3 separate regions of the Zea mays genome follow, and all the other regions are linked to region 2. A link is a contact called in public Hi-C data. All regions are on one chromosome and are shown on one strand. Each heading gives the region's core, a stretch centred on a gene start, on an enhancer-like site or on the middle of the called end of the contact. The rest is flanking DNA. Distances are from core to core; before and after follow the strand shown. Region 1 has its middle 12 kb from the start of LOC111589351. Region 2 holds the start of LOC100303864 (Grx_C2.1 - glutaredoxin subgroup I). Region 3 holds the start of LOC100281657 (protein binding protein).

Evidence for each region. A called contact is a pair of places that touch in the nucleus more often than the background predicts.
Region 1: a Hi-C map of leaf shows a contact between it and region 2, with 7 times the contacts expected there. The contact joins the enhancer-like site here to the promoter of LOC100303864 in region 2. A contact is called at or near these places in 2 of 25 Hi-C or Micro-C datasets (endosperm and leaf).
Region 3: a contact with region 2 is called in a Hi-C map of leaf, with 4 times the contacts expected there. The contact joins the promoter of LOC100281657 here to the promoter of LOC100303864 in region 2. A contact is called at or near these places in 4 of 25 Hi-C or Micro-C datasets (ear, endosperm and leaf).

Annotation. Positions count from the first base shown.
Region 1 is chr5:189,311,693-189,315,533 of Zm-B73-REFERENCE-NAM-5.0, reverse strand. No RefSeq gene overlaps it. Among protein-coding and RNA genes, the nearest start is that of LOC111589351, 12 kb to the left of the region's middle. Within about 2 kb of position 1,468, at least 17 of the 20 cell types and tissues checked have an H3K27ac peak or open chromatin away from gene starts, as enhancers often do. A contact at or near this core is called in endosperm and leaf, where this site is marked.
Region 2 is chr5:189,087,797-189,091,550 of Zm-B73-REFERENCE-NAM-5.0, reverse strand. It overlaps LOC100303864 (Grx_C2.1 - glutaredoxin subgroup I), which reads right to left and starts at 1,614. Exons shown (of 4, transcript NM_001165476.2): 1 at 1,452-1,614. The coding sequence starts at 1,555. It overlaps LOC111589368 (small nucleolar RNA SNORD25), which reads right to left and starts at 2,702; the gene lies at 2,617-2,702. LOC111589475 (small nucleolar RNA snoR136) reads right to left here and starts at 2,529; the gene lies at 2,391-2,529.
Region 3 is chr5:189,270,349-189,273,837 of Zm-B73-REFERENCE-NAM-5.0, reverse strand. LOC100281657 (protein binding protein) reads left to right here and starts at 1,358. Exons shown (of 2, transcript NM_001154576.1): 1 at 1,358-1,706; 2 at 3,482-3,489. The coding sequence starts at 1,482.

The DNA of each region.
Region 1 (3,841 bases), core at 219-2,718, 220 kb before region 2:
TAATGAGATGAAATGAACACAAAAATATAAGAAAACGTTCCTACTACTAGTCTACTACTACGTACTCCCTCCGGTTTCCTATTAGTTGTCGTTTTGGATAAGGTTTGAGTCAAACTTATAAAATTTTGACTACAAATAACTATTTTGTTATTTAGTTTTGGAACCTAATATTTATATGCGTCAATTTGTCATAAAAAGTACTTTTATAAAAATATAAATGTATTAAGAGTTCATTTGTATTTTAACAAAAAAACATTGATCAAAGTTATATTTTGGAGACCGTGTCGTTGTCCTAAACGACAACTAATAGGAAACCGGAGGGAGTATACGGTGGTATCCTTGTGCTTGGGTCAAACCTAATATACTAATCATCCATGCGCATAATTGTGGCTCTTACTTTGACGTCGACCCATTCGACGACCAACGATAATAATTACCAAAGGTTAGACCCCCATCCAATCCAACAAGAGCCCCCTGCCAAATAAAGCTACCTGATCGATGCAACTTTTAACGGACTTTTGTAAACTTACCCCAAAGGCCCAAAGGATCCCACTCCCACTGCATGACATAAAGGTCTTGCCACTTTTTTGGGCAGCCACCACAAAGCAGCAGCCGACAGTCGACTCGAGCTCTACTTGGCTAGCTCACCACATATAGCTGCCCCTGCCCACTAATCCATGCCCGAAGCCAGTCTTGACGAGATTTTTGTTTGAGTTTTATCTGTGTTTAAGAGGCTACTATACAAGTGTTTCTTTTATGCGACAGCCAAAAAAATTAAAAAGAAAAGAAAAGAGAGAAGGTTTTATGACATACAAAGAAATGAGCCCGCAAACTGAACGCATGCATGCCCTCGCACTGCACTGGCTAGTGTGGGATTCGTGCTTCGTGTCAAATAAGTTCACACCAGGAAATCCTAAAAAAATGGACCATGTGTTGTCTTAGCTCGAAGTATAAAAAACAGTGAACTAGTCTGGTTCTAAACCACGCCGTGTCTTTGTTGGGACTTGCTGGTCTAAGTCTGGTCTATATATTTGGCCACATAAAATCAAAATACTACAACCACATAAAGTTTATAGCTTACTAAATTAAATATATTAAACAATCCTAGCATCATTTGACCACATAAATTCTAAATATCACAACAATATAAAGTCGGTAGCTTACTAAATTAAAAAAACTAAACAACTTAGGCTTCATTAGGCTGTGCTGGTACAAGCCCGGCCCATCTAGTCCGTGCCGGGAGCCTGACAGGCCAAAATTTGAGACCCGGCCTAGACCCGTCTTCAGATAATGGTAGTCCGACCCATATTATTCCGCGTCGGTCCTTACTTTAGACTTCTGTATTTCGTACCATTCTAGTGGTGTAAAAAAAACAGGCCCATATTCTCACCACTAGCACTGCTAGTGCCAGGTCAGGTGCCCTTTGTGCCGTCGCGTCTACGTCTCCATCGGTCCCTCTCCTCCAGCCTCCAGCGATATATGGCCCAGATGCCCCCAAAAGCACTCTGCGTCCATCAGACACGCACAGCCATTGTGTGGCACCGGTGATGGCCAAAAGGTTAGAGAACAATGAGCAGCAAATGGCCATTCTGGTGCCGGGGACTCCTCGTGCCTGCATCGTTCGCGGCTCACAGGAATATGGGCAGCGGATCCGTATCGCTCTCGGTCTCGGGGATGGTTCCCGGAATATTTGGAAGATCAATGCAGATTAACTAACGTGTGTACGTATATTATTATTGAGCAAGCCAGTATTTATTTCCCTCCACAAATCTCTACTACTATATATTGTTCTCCGCCTCACCTTAACCACCTTGATCCCCCCACGATAGATCACGACGGGTCAACGTGGTTGGTACTCCGGCATCTGAACCGCGCAGATTCCTGATCGATCGATTGCAACGCTTACCTACGTCTACGCGTACTTTGATACCTCGTGTGATTTTGATGTGCACGTACGATCTCACACCAATAGTTTTAGGATCGAGTTGGTACCAACACCCCTTTACCCGATTTGATTGTTTATGTTCAGAGCTACCGAACGGCTGCAATATACTAATATGTACGGAGAGTTGCTACACTGCTTGCTTCTTGAGTTGTTGCCTTCTTTCTTCCCCTTCCTGCACGTCCATCCAGTCCAGATGTGACCGCCTATCTTCGCGCCCGGCAACGGGAGAACAATTTCGATGCCATCAGACGACCGGCCGGGACGACACTGTGGTTTCTTCCATGCATGCACGTACGCCATTAGTGGACCGAGTTTTTAATTGGTACAACTACTATCTAGCATCTAGCACACGGTGGATGTACAACGATGTAAAGCAGTCTGTTGTTGCAGATCCGGGCGCCAATCACTACAATGAGAATTATCGTCGGTGCCTTCTGTGGAGGTGCGGATGGTCCACGATCAGGGGCTGGACGGTCTATGACCTGACGTAGAGGCTACGGGTCCTGTCTGACGAGTCGAATGGTTCACGTTTGGTGTTCGAACGGTCCGCGCATGCGCATGAGCATGAGCGGCGGAGTTTGCTGACACGCCTGAATCTCGCTCATAGGAGGGACCCTGTCGGGGAGGAGGGTTTCTAGGGCGTGCCTTAGGATCGGCGGATCACTCAAGATGCCTCTAAATGATGGAGATGTGAAGTTTAGAGAGAGAAATCTAAATTATTGTCTACTCCTAGGGCAAAATGTAAATAACAGAAGGTAATTTGATTGATTCATCTATTGTTGGTCCTTCAACCGTACCTCTTCAAATATATAGGGGTCTAGATCCGTTCCTATACGTTCTCTAACAACTTCCTGCGAGATTAGAAGGATAAACACGTGAGAAAATAGAAATTTTAACGGCCTGATTCGATCTACTCGTGACTCTCTACGCCTACGGGTGGCCGGACCGTCCCACCACGCTCATTGTCACAAATGGTTCTCGATTCAGTTCCTCCACGGATTGTGATGTACCAACGTATATGCATTCTGGGTTGGGTTTGGTACACAGTTCACGGTTGGCAGTTGCAGAGATACCTACCTATCGGAGACATGGGAGTAAATGTTGGCCGAAAAGTTCGGCACTTTGGACCGAATCATGGCACGAGGCATGCTGCTTGCATGTGTGCTTCGAACACGATGTGGTCAGCGCTGATAAGAGCAACCATGACAACATTGACAGCCATTTTTTTTGTTTACAACTGTTCGCAGTGCCGGGAATCATGGGTGGTCATAGTTCGTTGAACTACTACGTGCATTTTGCTTTGAAACCAATCTGGAATATGTCTTCGGTAGATCGTGTAAATTAGGATATATGGAACTGTAGATGACATGACACTGTTTGACACGTTGTAAAGTGAAGTTTAAAATAGTGGATGTGAAAGGGAAATGTGCCTTTGGGCCATTTCTAAGTATTTTGGTGATTGAGTGCAAACACAAGTGCTTAAATGTGAATCCATGCCCATGGATGAACAAAGTGCAAATCACAAGTAAAGGTATGTTTCTAAGCCTTAGTACATTGGTTTTGTGTACTAATATATTTGTCTAAGTGTTAGAAACATAGAGAAGAAGAAAAGGAGATTGTTGGCTGTGTACAGCCAACAGACTGTTTCGGTCTGGGGCACCGGACTGTCCGGTGGTGCACCGGACAGTGTCCGGTGCGCCAGGCTGCCTCGACCTGAAGACGCCGCTCTCGGGAATTTGCCGACGACGTACGGCTAAAACTCACCGGACTGTCGGGTGTGCACCGGACTGTCCGGTGAGCCAACGGTCGGCCGAGCCAACGGTCGGCCGCGGAATCTGCGCGCGACACGTGGTCTGGCCAACGGTCGGAAGGAGGCACCGGACTGTCCGGTGTGCA
Region 2 (3,754 bases), core at 365-2,864:
AATACATTAATAATTCATCAAGGCTATTCTCAGTCTACAAATTTTGAGTCTACTGTTGTTAGGGTCAAGTTATCATGGACCTAGAATAACATGTCATCCCATCTCGTGTTTCCGCCTTGGATGACCCAAGGCCCCAAGGGACCAAGAGAAGGACGCCCAACCGCCTGACCCTTGGTCTCCATCTCGTCCGACCTCTGACTGAGGAGTCGCAGTACAAAACCACGACCGGTAAGTCCACCTCACCAGATCTAGGGGTCGGGGTTGCACCTATCCCCTCGAGATCAAAATTCACGAGGTTGTACTAATAACAAGTAGACTTTGGCACAACTATGTGGTTCAAATGATATCACGAGAGCTGGTACGCCAGCATATTGGCTCTAACACTAAGTCTCAATGAACATTCCAGAAAAGGTACGAACAGGCGTGCTCACCTGTACAAAATCTAACCATGGTTCAACCACTCCATATGTTGGAGGATGAACATGAACACGCTGCAAAACAGGACAAGGCACATCAGCATGGCATGCATGGCTATGCCATGGCTACTATAACGAGACAGGAGACAATGACAACCAAAGAGGTCCTTTGGCTAGCAAGTATGCTGGAGAACAACAAACAATGCGACAAGGCAGGGCATCCCCAGTTTGGTCCGACCCTAGATTTGTATATCATGGCCTCCCTTCTCCTTGGTCTATAAAAGAAATGAGAGACCAAGAATGGGTGGGCAACAAGCTAGCACAAATAGCCAACACCTGTAACTGCACTGAGCACTACACTTTGGCTCATATTTCATACCAGAGGGGAATGGAACCTAGATGTTCTACTCGGAAGCCTTGATCATTACGATAGAGCCCCTTTCGTAACATATTGCATGCTCACATAACCTCCATGCTTATATGAGTACAGTTGTTTGGTTCGCTGCTTTACTTGCAACGGTTTACCACGTTCAAGGGGTTAGACAGATTTGATCGGCCATAATTATGGTAAGATTTTTCTACTACTACATATATATACTTGTCAATGGCTGCTAAAAGTGTGGCATAAAATATGTGTCAATTTTTGGTCCTTAGATATACATCTAGATAGTCCCTAAATCCGGTGCATCCGTAAGGAGGCTCGGCGAGAGAATACGTTTCCAGCAACTATAGGATTCCCTTCAAGAACAGTCCAAACGAGGAAACATGTAATTATAAGGGGCAGTACCAAATATATAATTACTGCAAAAGTACTATATTCAGTCTCCGGCACAAAGTTGAGGCAACCGATTTCCTTATCCGCCCAAAACAAAGTTCCTTCTGTCCAGCCAGCTGCGAATTTGGAAGGGAGAAAAGGAACCTGCTACCGGATAGCTCATGTATCATCGTCTACTATGTAGCAGATGGCCCAATTCGAAGCTTGACCTGCTTTTGCAAGTGCGGTACTTGGAAACAAATAGATTTGACGAGCAGAACCTGAAGACGACGACGGGGTGGGAGGCGACGGTCTCCTTGGCCTTTCGGAGAGCTAGGTCGACCGGGGAGGACGCGATGATCTCCTTGGCCTTCTCGAGAGCCATGTGCTCCCTTGCAGAGGTGTCCAAGCGATAGATGGGCAGGGAAGACGAATTTGCGATTTACAGGGGAAAAGAGAACTGACGGTTTTGTGGGGAGCTGTCCGGTGGCCGTGCCGAAAGTAAGAAAGTCCAATTTATAAAGCGACCGGGGTAATGCCGCTTTTGTCGTGGGAACCAGAAGGCAACGGGATAATTTCGGCAGCCGAATTGACGAGCAGCCGTGCACGCAAGGAAAGAACTGAAGAGAAATCGTGGTTCATTTTTTCCTCCATCCGTTCCGTCGCAACTGCATAGACCATTCTAGATCCACGACTTTAGCCGACGCCAGTGGCAGATGCGAATTACGTCATGCGTGAACCCACTTACGCAGGGCACAAGCGTACGGCATTTTGTTGGTGAGGAACCTCTAAATTCCGCGAGTGTATATGATTTTAAACATGATTGATTCGTTACTAAAAAATTGGCAACGCCGTGAAATTCTCTGTTATTTGTTAGTGTAAGTAAAAGCTCATGGACCACTCATTGGACCGAAAGATATATATGCGGCCATCAAGGAAAGTTTGATCAGTGTCCAATAATTTATCAGAAGAATTGTGCAATTATAAATATATACTGTTCTCGAATTTTTATCGTTCAATAATATATTTTTTTAACTAAACAAACAGAGGGAGAACCAATTCATTTCATGAGTGGGGACCATCATGCATAATAGGTCTGCTCGGTTCGGTGTTTGGTCTGTGCAAATAATAGTAACAAAAAGCAATTTGCCGTTTTGCTAGCATCGAAGCTCCTCGGTGAAAAGTTTCAACAATCTGATATACAGCATGAAAAAAATACAAAGTGTCGTTCCTCGACGTCCAATCGCATCAAAAAACTCCGCGCCGGATAGCGAGAGGAACAATCGTTTATGCTTCCCATTTAGACGCTGCCCACAAACCATAAAGGCTAATACGCACAATGGAGTCAAGAGAAGCCTACTCACATAATAACAGGGCTCTGCAACTACTCACTGACTAAAATAAAAGAGCAAACTAAAAAAACCTAGCGCTGGATGACTACAAGAAGACAACTCAGTCCCTTAGATGTTCTTAGACCATGCGATCATCTCCGCAGGAGTCATTACAGGTCTGTAGGACTCATCACCGTTGCCAGCACGACCCACAAAACTTGCATTCTAGCCTACACAAAACAAAATCATAGTCTAGAGTGCCGAAGAATGGAGGCACGTAATCGAGGATTCGAAGCGGTTCTCGTTTGATGGTGATAATGTATGTAAGGATCGCGGCGTGCCCTGCGGCGCCAGCAAACTCCGAGGGCACAGGTTGAAAGCGAACTCAGGTTACAACAGGTGATTTTGCTTCAAGGGAACGAGTCCACTGGGAACCAAACGGTCAGAGACCGAAAATCCCAGCGACCAGATGACGAAGCCAACCGCAAGAGTGGACAACAACATCGACGCCAAACTATCAGATCAAAATCGAAAGAAACGAGCAGCGCAGCAATAAGAAATCCAATCTGGCGAGAAGGGGATGATAACAGAAAACAAAAGGAACGATGACGGCGGGGCGGCGGCGGCTTTGCTGGTTCTGAAGCCGAGGGGCCGGGGGAGCAATTTATAGCCGTCGTGAGTGAGTGACTGTTTGCCCAGCGGTTTGTTAGGTTAGCTTCTCAAACCCTAACGGGCTGAAATTTACGTTAATGGGCTCCGGAATTCGGCCCACGTAAATAGGCTCTGGGATTTCGGCCTGCTAAGCAAATTTGGTACTCCTAGCGACCACAAAACAAAACAAAAATTATATATTTTCCTTCACGCCATGAGCCATGAGCAGTTAAAAAGTATGTTTTTTAACCGATTATGTTGGCTGCTTCCCGCGAACATACTGTAACTGACTGACTAGCTGAGAGCACGAAGGACCCATGCCATATCCGTTCCCTTCGACGGTCGATGAAAACCGACGGAAAACCTATCTCATATCCATTCCTGCATATTATTATCGAAAACGTGATCAAATACAGCATAGTTAGGAACGAAAATAAGTGCAAGATATACGGGAAAACGAAAACGAACATGAGCAGAAATATTAAGCGGAAACTCATAATTAAATATACAAACATACGTGGTATTGATGACTGACTAGCAGGGTAATAACATGAAACCTATAGATATAGGGAGACAACATTTAGTTGTTGTTTGCTTGCTAT
Region 3 (3,489 bases), core at 109-2,608, 180 kb before region 2:
CTATGACATTTGGTTGAGAAAAAAGAAAATTGTTCTCATTTTCAAAATTATTTCTTAATTATAAGATATTTTGTTTCTTCTAAATTCATAGCTTTAGTTATGCATATAGATATAGGTTATATATAGCTAGATATATAGTTATGTCTAGAAATGCTAAAATATATAATTTAGGGTGTAGGAAGTAGAAGTTAAAAGTAGATCTGGAAATGCTATGGCCAGAGAGAAACGCATGTCATTGCTCACATGAAATCACCTTGGATGTCCACGTTATTCTGTACCCCTCTGTCCATATTATCAGTAGTTTTAGATTTAAATTTTTTGTCCAAATTTAAATAAATGATGATGAATCTAGACACATATATAAAACAAATACATTAATTATTGTATGAATCAACTAAAAAAGTAAAACTAATTTTATTTTAGGACGAAAAGAGTACAATTTATTTTTGGGGTAATTGTGTACAACAGTTTATTCATAGTTTAACTAAAATACTGTTTTTTTTTACTTTTCTGCAGACTACTATTCGTGGAGTGAAATTTATACGAGTATGAGGATGATAGTTAGTAGGTGCTCACTTACGGATTAAGAGGAAAAATGGTTTGCACTACCGTTGAGGCGACAAGCTATAATAGTATTTTGGAAGCTGCCAATCATTTAGCGATACTCATTTAACTATGTTGTTGCTAGGACGCGCAAAACAGAGAATCCTATTAATTTTTTTGTCGAACCACACGAGTTTGCAGAGCTATCTGTAAAAAATCGATAAAAGTAGATAAGAGAAACATAACCGTTGATAATGCGACAGATTAGCTACTGGTTAAACAAAACTTTTGAAGTCATTATCGCAACACGTGTCGTCGGTCAGAATCATCCTGCCACACATGACAAAACACGAAAAACAAATGACCTCGATTAGAGGCTTCGGTTGCTTACTTTCTTGACCTTGGCCCTTGGCAACATTTTGAGTGGGTGAGGAACTGTGGATGGACCAGTTGGCACTTGCCAATTCGTTGCATTGATGAGTTATGACCGGAAGAAGTAGGCCGCCACCAACCGGTGACCAAAACCATTTCCTCCCGCGTAAAAACCAAAAACCAGCACTGCTCCCAAAGCCCTACTGTTATTACCATTTCTCCTTTCATTTCCTTCATTTATTTCTCTCACTAGGCTAGTAGTCAAACCCCCCCCTCCGCCTCCTACTCCTCCACTTGCCCCCCAGCCTGTCTCTCTCCGCAGCACAGAGGTCAAACCAAAAGGCGCACCCCGCCGCAACCCAGCCCAACCCACCGCCGCCAGCGCTCTGCAATGGCGGCTCCGCGCCCCCTTCAAAACCGGCTTTCTCCTCTCCCCCTCTCCATCCCCATCCTCCTCGCAATCTCCCTCTACTAGTGCTGCTGCTCTCATTCCTCCAACAATCCAAGGTTCGAGCTCATTCATTACACGAATCTGCGGCCGCGTGGGTGCCGGAGAGCGGCGAGCAATGGAGGGGGTGTGGAGGAAGGCCAAGAGGGCGCTGGGCGCCAGCCTCTGTGTGCGCCTCCCCGCCGTCGCCGGCGACCGCGAGGACGGCGCCAGCGAGCGCCGCGCCTCGGATGCGCTCTCCCTCGACTCTACAGCGGCGGCGCACGCATCGGCGCCCAACACGCCGGCCGCGCCGGGGACCGGCGCGCTGCGGAGGTCCAAGTCCGGAGGCAAGTCCTCCAAGGTGAGGCCCATTTTCTTCCCCCCTTCCCCGCGCTACTATATTCCGTCATTTCCGAGTTAAGGTTTGCGCTTGGTTCGCTGGCGACTTGGGGGAGCCTATATGTGGATGTCGGAGGTGTGCTGAGAGGCCGGCTTGCCTACCGCCTGGGGTTTTTTAGTTGGAGCTGGGTGCGGTTTGGAGCAATGTGGCTTCACCTCATCGCCTGTGAACCATTTGTCTCCAGATGCGGTGTTCTCCTGGTCGGCAAATTTTGGATGATTTGATGGGGCGGCTTGGTTTGGATGCTCCTGCTCGCCTCCAGCATTTATTGTATGCATCTGATTTTTTTAACGCCGTGCCTTTGTCTTAAGCTGCGCCTCCTAGCTTGGATTATCTGGCATTTGTTACTATGTCCTCGAGTCGAAATTATCTCGTACTGTTCCTGCGGGTTTGCTCGCGGGAGCATGGGTTCATGACAAAGACCCGGTTTAACTTTTCCCCATTTTTTTTTCCCACGAGAACACATCCAAAGTAGATGCATCATGCATCTTTGTAAGATGATGCCACTTTCTATTGTGAATATTCGGATCCATGCTACTTTCTTATATAACCTTGTTCTCTTCTGATGCACATAATCTCCTATTTCTTTCTCTTCTCTGATCTCAGTTCCAGAGATTTTTGGGATGTCGCAGTCAGTTTGCTAGTTTGCCTAGATATCCTTCGAGGCGCTTTGAGACGGGTCAATGCCGCTTGCTTTGTCCTGTGTGATATGCATAGCTTAACGTAAGCTTCTTTTTTTTCTACTGCCTCAACTTGCTCCTCCCCGAAAGGGAAACTTGGCTCCTTTGCTGACCACCAACCTGCCAACTTACCATTGTGTTCACGTGTATCATCTTCGACCCTTTACTAACCTTTATTTTTTTATATAGTTTTAAGTTCCAGCTTGGGTTGCTGTCCATTATTAATTGGAATAGCAATTACTAATAATTTTGCAATCGTCCGTTTTTTAAAGTACAGTCCTCTAAACAGTTGTCATGGCAAGTGCGTGAGTACTTTAATGGAAATCTAATTTTTTCGTGATATATAATCTTTGTGTGGTTCAGTTGAGGCATGGGTGCCTTTATTTGTAACTTCACCTTTTTTGTTTAATGGGGTATGCCAGTGACTTGGTTACGATCGTGTTAGGAATGGCCCCTATTTGACCAGCAACCTGCCATAGGGTTGACATTTATGCACTCGACAGATCAAAATTTGCTTGTCCTGGTCAAATGTAAAGACTAAAACGGTAGAAATTAAACAATAAATTATCTCATGTGAGGCCTGCATAATCACCTTTGAAAAGCCTAGTTTGTTTTATGTCTCCAAAGTTGACATTTTTGGCAAACCAACAAGCGATGTGTGGTTGGGTCAAATTTTAGTGGCAAGGATGCAAGTTTGATTTTTTTTTCTGTTTATCTGGAGACGCTGAGTTTTCTGGAATGCGCCGCAAATTGTGACCAATAATAAATATTTGGATCATGTATGTTTGCGTGTTTTCTTATACATCTATGGGTTGGAACTGTACCATGTGTTAGTACCAAGTCAATAGAAAATGCTGGGTTAGTTGTTGTGATGGTGGTTGATTTGACCTTTTGCTTACTTATACTCCTTTGATAAATGCTATCCTGGTGGGTTTTCTTAAACAGGCAGCGGCAGGAATTACTTTCCGATACACATATTTTATTATGATTTGAATCTATAAAACTGAGTATCGGTAAATAGAGAAATTAACACATCTTTTATTGTTTTGTCAACAGAGAATGTG